2 separate regions of the Mus musculus genome follow, and region 2 is linked to region 1. The links are chromatin contacts, called in public HiChIP or PLAC-seq maps. All regions are on one chromosome and are shown on one strand. Each heading gives the region's core, a stretch centred on a gene start, on an enhancer-like site or on the middle of the called end of the contact. The rest is flanking DNA. Distances are from core to core; before and after follow the strand shown.

Region 1 (5,873 bases), core at 3,143-5,642:
GTCAAGCCCATGGTCATCTCCCTTAAGATTTCTCATACACATACACACACACACGTGTGTGTGTGTGTGTGTGTGTGTGTGTGTGTATGTATGTATGTATGAGAAAATATTTTTTAATTCCAAAATGGGAGTAATTAGTCATGCATAAAATAAACTTATTTCAGCAATGCTTCTTTTACAAGAAAAAAAAAAGAAAAAGAAAGGAAAGAGGAAAAAGGAAGTGCCTTGCATGTCCATTACCTACTTCAACATATATATATATATATACACACACACACACACACACACACACACACACACATATATATATATTCTTCTGTGAGTACATTTATCTACAGCTGTACTGTAGGTCTCAGCCACTGAGAATTGAATTTGATATTGACAGTAGGCAAAGATTATCTTTTGCCAAAGATTGTCTCAATATAATTTGTGGAATAGTCTTTTCTTTCTCAGTTATTTGAGATGTCTGTCTTTTTATATTAAAAATCACTATGCAGTGGGACTTGGTGGCTCATACCTGTAGTGCCAGCATGTAGGAGGCTGAGATAGAGCATCAATGTTAAGTTCAAGGCTAGTCTGGTCTACATAAAGAGTTGCAGGACAACAAGAGATATATAGCAAGACCCTTACAGATAAAAGAGCAGCAACAAGCTCAACTGATATCTGGTTAAAAGTGACAACTGAGATATACGGCTGTTTTCAAGTTTAGAAAAAGGAAACAGCACCAAAGACCAAAAGGGGAAATAAATGTCGCTCTTTAGCTGGGCTTGATGGCTCATGCCTGCATGGGAGGTTAAGGATTAAAAGTGAGGCCAGCTTGACGCACCCTTCTCACCTCCTTTCCCTGAGACCACTATTCAATGGCCTTTCTTAGGTAGAGGCATGAGAAGAGAGGGTACTTGGTTCTCCTGCCCATTTTGCCCACTCCTACTCCAAGGTCTCCGATTTAACAATTAAGCCTTACTGAGAGATGATGCTGTGGCATCTTGGGAAAACCTAAGATATGAATGTGGTAGAAACACAGTGAACTGGCATGGCAACTCAGCAGACCGGCTCAGTCTTGAATAGAGATGAGTTGTCCTGGCCTTATCAAGGCATAACTCATTCATCTGATACTGGACTCTTTATAAAAACGTGTGCACACCCAACCACTGAAAAATAAGTTCTGTGGCAAAAGATAGACTATCTCTAATCTTTCCTGGTTTGTCAGAGACCTGAGTTTCTATGGTGATTTTTTTTTCTTTTTCACAACATGATACAGTTATACAAAGCTGGGGGAATGCCAGTTTTAACTAAGAGTCAACAGACTGTTCCCTTATAGGCAGCCACTAGCCACACACTCAGCAAGGTGGCTAGGAGGAGGTATTTGCTGGTTGATCCTCTCTTTTCTTTCTGGTTTTCTGGCTTTTGAGTCAGTTATGCATTTTCATAAGTCTTGCAAGTTGGTCCCTGGAAAACTTGGGATCACAGAACTTAACATTCCTTAGATGTTGTCAATTTTCCTTGGTCATATTTTCCATAAATCAATTTTGGGAACAAAATAATAAGTGATTGTTTTTTATATTTTAAGGTACAAACAATGAGAATACAAAAGTTTTCTTACTTTACTAAGTCATACTCTCTAAGTGTTACTGCATTTAAATAGAAGCTTTGTGTTGTGAGGTGTTTGTTTGTTGATTTGTTTGGTTTTTGTTATATTTTGTTTCTAGTCTTGTTTTGGTTTTGAGATAGGGTCTCAAGCTATAACACTGGCTAGTCTAGAACTGGCCATATAGACCAATTTGGTTTAAAGTGCAGAGATAAACTTGCCCCTGCCTGCTAAGTGCTGGGATTAAAAGTGTACATGCACCATCATGCCTGTGGTATTTGGGCTTTTGAGATAATGCTATGTGAACCCAGGCTGGTCTTAAAATTGCTATAACCTTGAACTTCTTATTCTCTTGCCTCCTTAACCCTGGGGTTACATGTGTGCAGAGCCACACCTGGTTACATGTGTGCAGAACCACACCTGGCCTTAAATGGGGCTGTTTTAAGACTATTTCCACAACCTTCCCCAAAAATGAGGATCAGTGATATTCATTTACTTAGGGTTATACGTATGTATGTATGTACATATGAGTGTGTGTGTGTGTGTGTGTGTGTGTGTGTACATTTGTGTCCCAGGATGGCCTCAAATCTAGTCATCTTCCTGCCTTGGCTCAAAAGTGCAGGAATTCATAAGTAAGATCTAAGGCTGGATATATGTTTTAGAATAATTCAGTTCAACCTTCACTTGAAACTCAAAAACTCTCTCCCACCTAAATTGTACATAAGTCTAATTAATATTCATTTTGTTGACTTTAAAAACTCCGTTAAAATTTCTGCCCCTGAATATGTGTTAGGAAGTAGGCTACAAATATTGCAAATGTTTCACATCTAAGCCTTAATAGATAAGTAGCCGAGACACCTCTGACTCATCCTAGCCGAAATAAAGGAGGGCTTTCTCTAGCTCCTCCCTCCTCCCCCATCTCCATCTCCCTAGCTTTTCTTTGCTGTTCCTCTCCTTCCCAAAATAGTCATCATCTTTCAAGATGCTTCTGCCAAGTTCTTCATGATTATCACCTTTGTCCTGTTTCCTTCTCTATGAAAGCAGGGTTTCTTGTCCACTGAATTTACTAATGTAGTCCAATATCTGTCCCCTAAGTAGGTACTTGGTCAGTATTACTGAACTCAGTTTAGTCATCTGATGGCCACATGAAGTGCATGGTTTTGGGGAGCTGAGTCCTTTGGTGAACTGATACCATCAAGGACCTGGTTCTTCAGCTCTAAACTTTGTGGTTTTTTTTGGTGTTGACTTACTCCTAAGTCATACTTCCTTTGCAGTTCCTAGCTGCCTCTTACTCTTTATCTTGTTAGTCAATATGGTAGAAGGGACATAGGGACTTTATCTTACATTCCAAACAAATAGCTTGAGACTAACTCCATTACAGCCACGATAGCATGAGGTACGTAATGTACTGATGGCTTACGATAACTGAGATACAATCACATGGAGCCCTGAACAGGAAAGAGAAACATAGAAAATACATGTTTACTTCACTCGTCGAGAACCAAGAGGAAGGTTGATGGTGATAAGCAACAAGAATCTCTTCCATTCTATCTTTATTTCAAGCAGTTAGGCACAAATATGGGTTATGCTCATTGGGCAAATATGAGATCTCCTAAGGATCAGAGAAGTCATCTCTTAAAAAGATTCAGGAAACCAACAGTATGCTGACCTCAAAGAAACTGGTGTCACTCTGCTTGTTCTGTTGGGGTGATTTTCTGGGGAGTTAAAAAACTAAGCAGCCATTCACTTCTTAGTTCTTTCTCTGTACAGAACACACCAGACATTGATACTTCTGTGTCTCTGGAGGCTTATTTCAAGTCCCAGAAACAAGCCCAGTGTCCTTAAGCTGTGGAATGGGGTGCCTCCCCTGCCCTTCCTCAGCCCTGTATTGCTCTTACTAACCTAGAAACAACCCCAATCGAATCCTCATTGGATTTGTAGCACAATGTCAGGGACAGCCTACATAAGAGGTAGGAGGTGATACTGTTTCCTAGGTTATACACTAAATAGCCAGAACACCAGCAAGTATCATTCCCTCTGCAGAACTGAGTGGGTAGCAACAGGAGTATAAAAATAAATTGTAAAAGACCTGTTCCCACTGCTCCTCAATCTTGTGCTTAGAGGCAACTACTATTAAAATGAGCCCGTTGGCTTCCAGTCACTCTTTCTATGTAAACACACGTGTACATGTTCTTGGTCTTTCTCACACACTTTGGAATTATTTTAAAGGACTATATTGTGAACATTATTCTCTGAGTCAAGGATTATCTTTCCTCCTTTTCCTGTCAGAGGCATATTGTACTTTAACACAGTATCTTTTTGCTGATAGAAGCCTCTTGGTTGTTGGGTGCTCTTACATGTATATCCATCTATATGTTTCAAAGTATATCTGAAAACTAAGTCCTACCATTTGTAATTGCTGGACCAAACTATATGCCTTGAAATTTTCAAACACTTGGTTCTGATTGCACTTCCACTCCTAAGGGTTGGTGTGAATATTTCCTAACTCTTTGGAGTTGAGTTAAAAAGACATGATTGTTAAATCTCCTTTTAGCATTCACAGATCCCAATTCTAAGATTCTCATCTCTTCTGCACGGTGGCTTCTTGAGGCTAATTTTTATTTTAGATTATTGAAATGAGCTCTCTATTTAGTAGTGAGTCAGAAAGAGAATGTCTGAAAATGAAAAGGAAAGTGCAACTGAAAACGATCACACACTTCCTGTAACTATCAAGAGGGGTAGTGGGTCATGCCAGTAATACCACTGCAATCCCAGTACTCAGAAGCGAGAGGTTCGGGATGGACTGATTTCACATCATAAAAAAAAGAGTGAAAGTGAAAGTTGGACTGAACAGGGTCAGTGAGCACAGGTGTTTGATCTGAAAGTGTAAGTTGCTATGGAGACACAGGAATTCTCTGTAATGAATGGGGGGGGTACATTAACCCCACCCGTAACCTTTGAATCAGTTTGTGTTATCAGCTGTTTGAGTCAGAGAAGAAAGATGGCTCAACCTGCCCAATCCTTAGCTGGAGATCCTACCAGGAAAATTCAGGGTGCTGCGGAAGTTTGTAGGTGAACAGCGTGGTGGGTTTCTCCCTTTGAGTGAAGGTTGAAGTCTAGTATTTACCTTGTTCGTAGTCTAGTTCTGGGAGCTAGTTCTCTGGAGTTATACCCAATGTATAAGAAATTGCTCTCACCTTGTTGTTTTGGGAAAGTCTTGCTAGATATTTCTGATTGGTCTGATAATATGTACCCCAAAGTTAAACTTGCAACAATCCTCCTGCCTCAGTGTTGAAGTTACTGGTTTATTTCATTTTGCCTAGGTTAGTTGGTTCTGATTTAATTGAAAGTTTCATGTGCATTTTCTTTTAAATTCAGCTGATGGTGTTGATATTTCTTTCTTTCTATGAATAGCTGATTCAGCCCTAAAGACACCACCGAATTCTATCAGAAATTCAGAAATGATTAAGATGTGGAGCCTTCCTAAGTGAAAGTCAGCAGACTATCTTAGAAAAGTTCATACAAGACAATTGCTGTAACTTCGCCTTAATAAAATGTTTGAACTTTTCTATTTAATTTAATGATATTTATGGAGCCTCACCCTCTGTTCCCAAAATATCTTAACTTTTATGAAATGAGAACTTGAAGAGGCTGTGTATGCCACAAAGTCTTGGGTAAGGAATATAAAAGTAGAAATGTTTTATTCAAACAGTATAGATAAAAACACTATAAACACACATCAAAATTTCTTCACTACAGAACTGGGTGTGGTGGTCATTTCTGAAATCTCAGCATTGGAAGACTGAGGTAGGCCTATCACTGAAATTTCATGGCCAGCCAGAGTGAGACTCTGTTGGAAAAAAAATGTTTTTTTCCTTCAAAATAAGACACTGAGAATAGCATCAGGGAAACTACGATGCTGTGCACATCCTTTCCTTTTGAGGTTGAAGGGTCTGAGCGAAAGTCCTGATTGCCACACTTCTTTCTCCAACATCAACTTGTAATATTGCCCAATTCAAACATATTACAATAAAGGAGTAATAATGCATCTTATTTTGTTACTATAAATTTTGCTGTTAATATAGTGATGTATTATATTTTATTATTATTATCTTCTAAAAGCCCATTCTTTTCTAAGGAGGGACAGAAAGGGAGTGGGTTCAGTGGGAGGGGAGGTGGGGAAGAGCTTGGAGGAGGAGAGTAAGGGGAAATCATAACCATGAGCTATTATGTGAGAAAAAAAATCTATTTTCAGTAAAAGAAAGAAGTAGAAAGTGAAGTTTTA
Region 2 (6,045 bases), core at 501-3,000, 450 kb after region 1:
ATAATATATTGGGTATATAAAACCCATACGCTGGGGCTGGAGAGATGGCTCAGCGGTTAATAGCACTTCCTGCTTTCCAGGGGACCCACGTTCAATTCCCAGCACCACATCTGGCAGCTCGCAACCGCTGTCACTCCACCTCTCGGAGAGATTTGCTGCTCTCCTTAGACCCCCCTGAGCACCTTAATACATATGGGGTGCATTCCCAGAAATGCACACATATACATAACTAAAAATAAATACATAGCGTCACCTCTATGCTCATAGACCTACTTTGTAAAGTGGAGAAAGAAAACTATTTTATTCTTCACCATTAGAGGAAGCGAGAGTCACAGCTCCTTGTACTGACTGGTATGAAAATGTTCGGTATTAAACCTGTTTTTCTTGAATAGAACCAAGTAGCCCTGCTTGATAAAGGAACGGTCATTCCAAATTATTAGTTATTCTGCAAAGCCAGTTTCCAAGCCTAAGGAATGACAGAGTCAGAAAACAGCCATGCGATAGAAAAGCCAACATTTTTCTCAGTTAGGTAAACAGCCAGACAACAATCAACACCACTGACATCATCAGCTGGAAGTGTGAGAGAGCCGGGATATTAAAAGAAAAGCTTCCATGAATCCAAGAACTGCTATTTTCCACGAATGATTCAGGATGCTACCAGGACCAGCCACCAATTCAAGAACTGGAACAAACAGAACATAAAATCTTTCCAACTTATGTTCAGGGCAGAAGTAGGTGGCTGTTAAACAGTGCTGACACCATGAAGCAGCAATCAAATCCAGGATTTGTTTTTAATCAACTGGAAGGAAAAATAGCAAGAGAGCATGTGGCTGTTGTATGGACATCTGAATTGGAGAAAACCCACCTTTAAGAAGGACATTTATTAAACATTCCAGAAACTTCAAATATGAGCTAGGTACTAAAGGATAGGGGTGAACTGTTGCCACTTATGTGTGATAACAGTAAATGGTTAGAATCCCTTCTCAGAGATGCACTAAACACAAAGTGTGGAAGAGCAGTGTGCATGGAATTTGCTTTTAAATATGCAGGAGAAAAAATAGAAAGAGGAGGAAGGAGGAAGAAGAGGAGGAGGAGGAAGAAGAGGAGGAGGAGGAGGAAATGTAGAGAGTAGGCACCATGCCAATCATCAACACCAGAGTGAAGGCACCAGGTTTATTACACTGAATCTCCGTCTGTGTGTGTCTAAACTAAAAGCATTTTACAAGAACTATAAACTTTTGCGTGAATTTTAAAGGAAACCACAGGACAGCTAACATGGCTCAGTGTGTAGAGGCGCTTGCTGTGAAGTCTGACGATTTAAGTTCAGTCTCTGGAACACATATGGTGGAAGGAGAGAATCAATCAACTCTTGTAGATTTTACACACACACACACACACACACACAGAGACAGAGACAGAGAGACAGAGACCAAGACAGAGTGACACAGACAGAGACAGAGACAGACACAGAAAGAAGAGAGACAGACACAGACACAGAGAAAGACAGAGAGAAGAGAGAGACATGAGCACAGAGAGAGAGAGAGAAAGAGGTAAATGTAGTTAGAAACCAAAACCAAACCAGAAACACTGTCCCAAAGGAAAGTGCCGAGTTAAGAGGACAAAAAAGAAAAAGTCAAAGCCGAGGGCTCCCTGCTTGTTGCCTGTGCCCAGCTTCCTCTGAGTGAGACTTCTAAAGGAGGAAATTATGCCAAGTCAAAGGCATTTAATGCTTAGCCTGGGAAGCCAGTTCTTCCTCAAAGAAACAAAACCACAGTGTGACAGACAGAACACATTGCTCTTGTGTGGTTTGCCAGACATATCTGTAATTTGTGTCTTTTTCTCTCTCAGGATCTCCCAAGACAGCTGAGCCCTGATACAGTACTTCTCTCCTCCTTGCTTCCCTCCAAACTCTCTACACAGCACTTGATATAAAATCTTAAATGTGCCTCTCTCCAGAGGACCTCAGCTCTCCCAGCGCTGACTGACTTTCAACACTCTGTCGGCTCCTAACATTTGCCATTGAGACCTGACTGTGGTGGCTAATCGTCATTGTGGATGTGACTGGATTTGGAATCGCCAGGTGACACATCTGTTAACCAGGCCTGGGAGGATGTCCAACCTGAAGAAAGTGCATGCAACTGCGGGCAACACCATCCTGTGAGCTAGGATGTAAAGATGGCACCAACATTCTTCTCTACTTGCTGACCACAGACACAAGTGGCATGGGAAGATCCTGTTAGTGACTCTCCACACTGATGGACTGTGTTCCCAATAAAGGCTTCCTTCTCTCCACACTGATGGACTGTGTTCCCAATAAAGCCTTCCTTCTCTAAGTGGCTTTTGGGAGCCACTTTGTTACATCTATGAGAAGAGAAACTAACACACGATCATATTCACACACTGTACTACTGCATCCCGCAGACTTGCTGGTTCCCCACAAGGCTTTCAATACCCCAAATCCCCACACTTAACATCTTTATTAAGATTGGGAAGATTTTCTGAAATAATACATTCATTTGCTGGTTTTATGGAGCAGATGATATTATGGTGTGGTGGTTTGAACAGGAATGGCCCCCACAGGCTCATATACTTGAATGCTTAATCATTAGGGTGTGGATTCCAATGGATTAGGAGATGAGGCTTTGTTGGAGCAGATGAGGCCTCCTTGGAGGAACTGTGTCACTGGTGTGGGCTTTGGGATTTCAAACGCTCAAGCCAAGCCCAGTGTCTTTCTCCTGCCTGCTGCCTGCTGATCTGGTTGTAGAACTCTCAGCTCCTCCAGGACCATGTCTACCAATGTGTCACCATGCTTCCTGCAATGCTGATAATATACCAGACTTCTGAAACTGTAAGCAAGTCCCCAGTTAAATGCTTTCTTTCCTTTATAAGAGTTGCCATGGTCACGGCGTCTCTACACAGCAATAGAATACTTGCTAAGACATATGGCAACCCTATCTATCCAGACCTGACTTTCTGTAGTCTCATCCTACCTGTGGTCCAAAAAGAAAATATTAAACAGGAAAATCCAGAGATAATTCATGTCTTAAAGCACATACTATTAAAATTAGGCATGATGAGGGTTCACTCCATCTTGTTCTTGCCAACCCATGTGCCTATGTGTATTGTGTACGTATGGGGGATGAAAGAATGGATGGAATTTTAGACATTCATGGTGGGGAGCATTGGGATTTATTTTTTGTGGATAAAGGTAGACAACTGTTCTTGTCAGTAAGATTTCCAAGCCTCTTTCTTATGTATTATGGAGTGCCATCCAGAGAGGAGCATTCAGATTCAGATTTAAGTCAATAGAAAGCCCCCCCCCTTTTTTTTCCTGCCTGTGACTACACTGGGTGTTTGGGATCCCAGTGTAGCCCAGAGCCTTTCTCAGGGTGAGTTTTGAAGAATTAAAAACTGTATCCTGTGTGGACATACCTCAGTTAACAAGAACAGGTATCCATATGCACAAGCACGAAGGCCCAAAAATATAGAGTTTATGAGCATTTACGGTTTCAGAGGGACAATGGCATCATCATTGTAGACAGCATGGTACGATAGGAACATCAACTTGAGAACTCAAGATTGTAAAGCACAAAGCAGAGATGGGAGGTGGGGGGAGAGGGGGAGGAGGATAGGGGAGGAGAGAGGGGGAGGGGGAGGGAGAACTAGAAATGTTTCGAGCAGATCCTACCTTCAGTGACACACTTACTTCAGTCAGCCCATGCAGGAGAAAATGCAGGCATTACCTGGTGGCCAGCTTACATGGTGGCACACTGGCCTTCTAAATAAGAAGCAAGGCTCAGCGTGCTGCTGCAGTCAGAACACTGGATTCTGAAGTAGAGCAGCTGATCGCTGGCCTGCAGACAAGTCTGCACTCCCCACGTCTGCTTTGATATGCTTCTTAGGCCTAGGGACCCTGGAGGTCTGAATGCCCACCGTCCAAGCTGAGGTAATGCACTAATCAGTCAGTTGATAGGCTTGCACTATGTAAGTGGTTGTTTATACATAATAAAGCAGACACTGTTCCCTGAAAAAAAAAAAAAAAAAGAAAACAAAAACAAAAACGAAAAACCAAGGTCAGTATGTTTAGATTGTGTTAAGGGCTGGGGGCCTACCGAGGGCGGACTGGGGCCTGTCACTCATGCAAGGGTTCCTGCCCGAAGCTTGTCCAGGAAATGTTCAGTAAAGGAGCAGTTTGTCACCGTTTGAACTAGAAATCTAGAAATCTAGAAAATCATCAAGCCTAGAAACTTCCATTTAGAGACATCTCTAAAGAGAAGTAATTACATTTCTATGAATTAAACTTGTTCTTTATGGAAAAAACGCTCATTGAGATAGGTCCCATTCTGTAAATCATATCGTTTAAAGTATGCCATCCAATGTTTTAAAACATAGTCACACACTCGTGGAATCAGTTCCACACTGTCACTTTGGAACATTTTATTACCACTTTCCCACACCCATTAGCACTGCTCACTATGTTCCTCCCTTGTGACCTACACCCAAATCTATTTTTGACCTTTATAAATCTGCCTATTACAGATACTTCATATAAACAACATTGACTAATGCATTGTCTTTTCTGAATAACTGCTGTCATTTAATGTAAGTTTTGTCATGTTGTAGCATGTATGAATATGCCAACCCTTTTATTATACATTCATTTCTATTTCCAAAAGCAATTGTTTGTCTTCCTCTAAGCCCTATCTTCTTGGACTCTTCAATCCTTATCACTCTGAGGGCTTCTCAGGAGGTACACATGTAGAACTTTTACGTGGTTTTATGGTGTTTTTTACTTAGTTAGTTAGTTCAATTTTTTTGGCTTTAGTTCAGTGACACAATGTTTGCCCAGCATAAACAAGAGCCTAGGTTCAATCCCTAGGGGAAAAAAAACCAAAACACCACCAACAAAAAAAACAAAACAAAACAAAAAAAAACAGAAAAACCTACACCAATAAACAGTGTCCAGCTACATTATGTGAAAAAGTAGTAAAAATTACTTAGAGTTTTACTAGTGCTCAGTTCTGGATAAATGATGCATAAGTCTCCTGCCTAGCACCTGCTGGAAAACATGCTGTTTGACTTGAATGCAAAAGTTCTCTTACTTGGGTCACCTAAACCCTAAGGCCTCCTTTTGGTTTTGCTAATACTTCTGTTTTGAAAATACTGTTAGAAAAATTAAGACCATTAACAAAGGTGATTTAGGCAAAGAAAAGGTATGGAGAGGAAGAATTACCAAATGCTGGGTTCTTCATTCAATAATCAATCCCACCCCGCCCCCCAAGAAAAAGAAGTGGCACAGAGAAACAAACCCTGATTGGCTATTGCTGACATTTTTGTCTGATCAATTAGCAGGCTCTAGCTGGCTGAGGTATGGCTGGCATGCCTGGTACTCAGTTTCTTTGGCTATAAGGGTTTGTTCTCAGGTTGTTATAATATGTTTACATATCAAAGGTGCATAGTTCATAGGCACAGGTGATTTTTATCACCCAAGTAAAGAGATAGCTTTAGACCAGACTCAACCCAGTTTAACAATATTGTGTACACCAGAGCTCTAAACCACTGCTGCAAGTCACTTCTTGGTCTGTCCTCCTCTTGTGCAGAGTGTTATAGAGTTTAACACCCTCAGGAAAAGACCACAACTCAATTCAAATTATGATTAACCAAATATACTATTTGTCCTACAAGGGCAGCTGCTTCTAAGCCAAAGCAGAAATGTGCTTTGCCTGAGTAAATGGGGGGGGGGGGAGTTTACAAATGAACACCACGATTACTTCACTTCTGTGGAATTTATAACACATAAGGAGTTGCCCCATTTCCCCTGTTCTCTTTGCAGCTATGTGAGGGGAACTGCCTCATGCCCTGCTTCAGGAGAAACTGCTATTCCCTGTCCACAGCAACTATGTGCATTTACAGAAGCCACAGCAAATGGTTGATCATTTCACAACAGTTACACAGCTTAGAGGGGGGTGGACAAGGGGTCAGAGCTTTTAGGAATTTAGGTCAGAGGCTAATGGTTACTATAGTAGGAGTCTGGTATGAAATGGA

Evidence for each region. HiChIP or PLAC-seq counts read pairs in DNA pulled down with a chosen protein or histone mark.
Region 2: a contact with region 1 is called in an H3K27ac HiChIP or PLAC-seq map of microglia, with 5 times the contacts expected there. The contact joins two enhancer-like sites. A contact is called at or near these places in 2 of 115 datasets of contacts at active chromatin or transcription factors (microglia and pancreatic cancer cells).

What each region holds. Positions count from the first base shown.
Region 1 is chr10:19,064,204-19,070,076 of GRCm38.p6, forward strand. It overlaps Gm51814 (predicted gene, 51814), which reads left to right. Exons shown (of 4, transcript NR_168594.1): 4 at 5,003-5,156. Among named protein-coding and RNA genes, the nearest start is that of Gm51814, 4.4 kb to the left of the region's middle. Within about 2 kb of position 4,393, at least 55 of the 459 cell types and tissues checked have an H3K27ac peak or open chromatin away from gene starts, as enhancers often do. A contact at or near this core is called in microglia, where this site is marked.
Region 2 is chr10:19,520,656-19,526,700 of GRCm38.p6, forward strand. No RefSeq gene overlaps it. Among named protein-coding and RNA genes, the nearest start is that of Gm33104, 37 kb to the left of the region's middle. Within about 2 kb of position 1,751, at least 79 of the 459 cell types and tissues checked have an H3K27ac peak or open chromatin away from gene starts, as enhancers often do. A contact at or near this core is called in microglia, where this site is marked.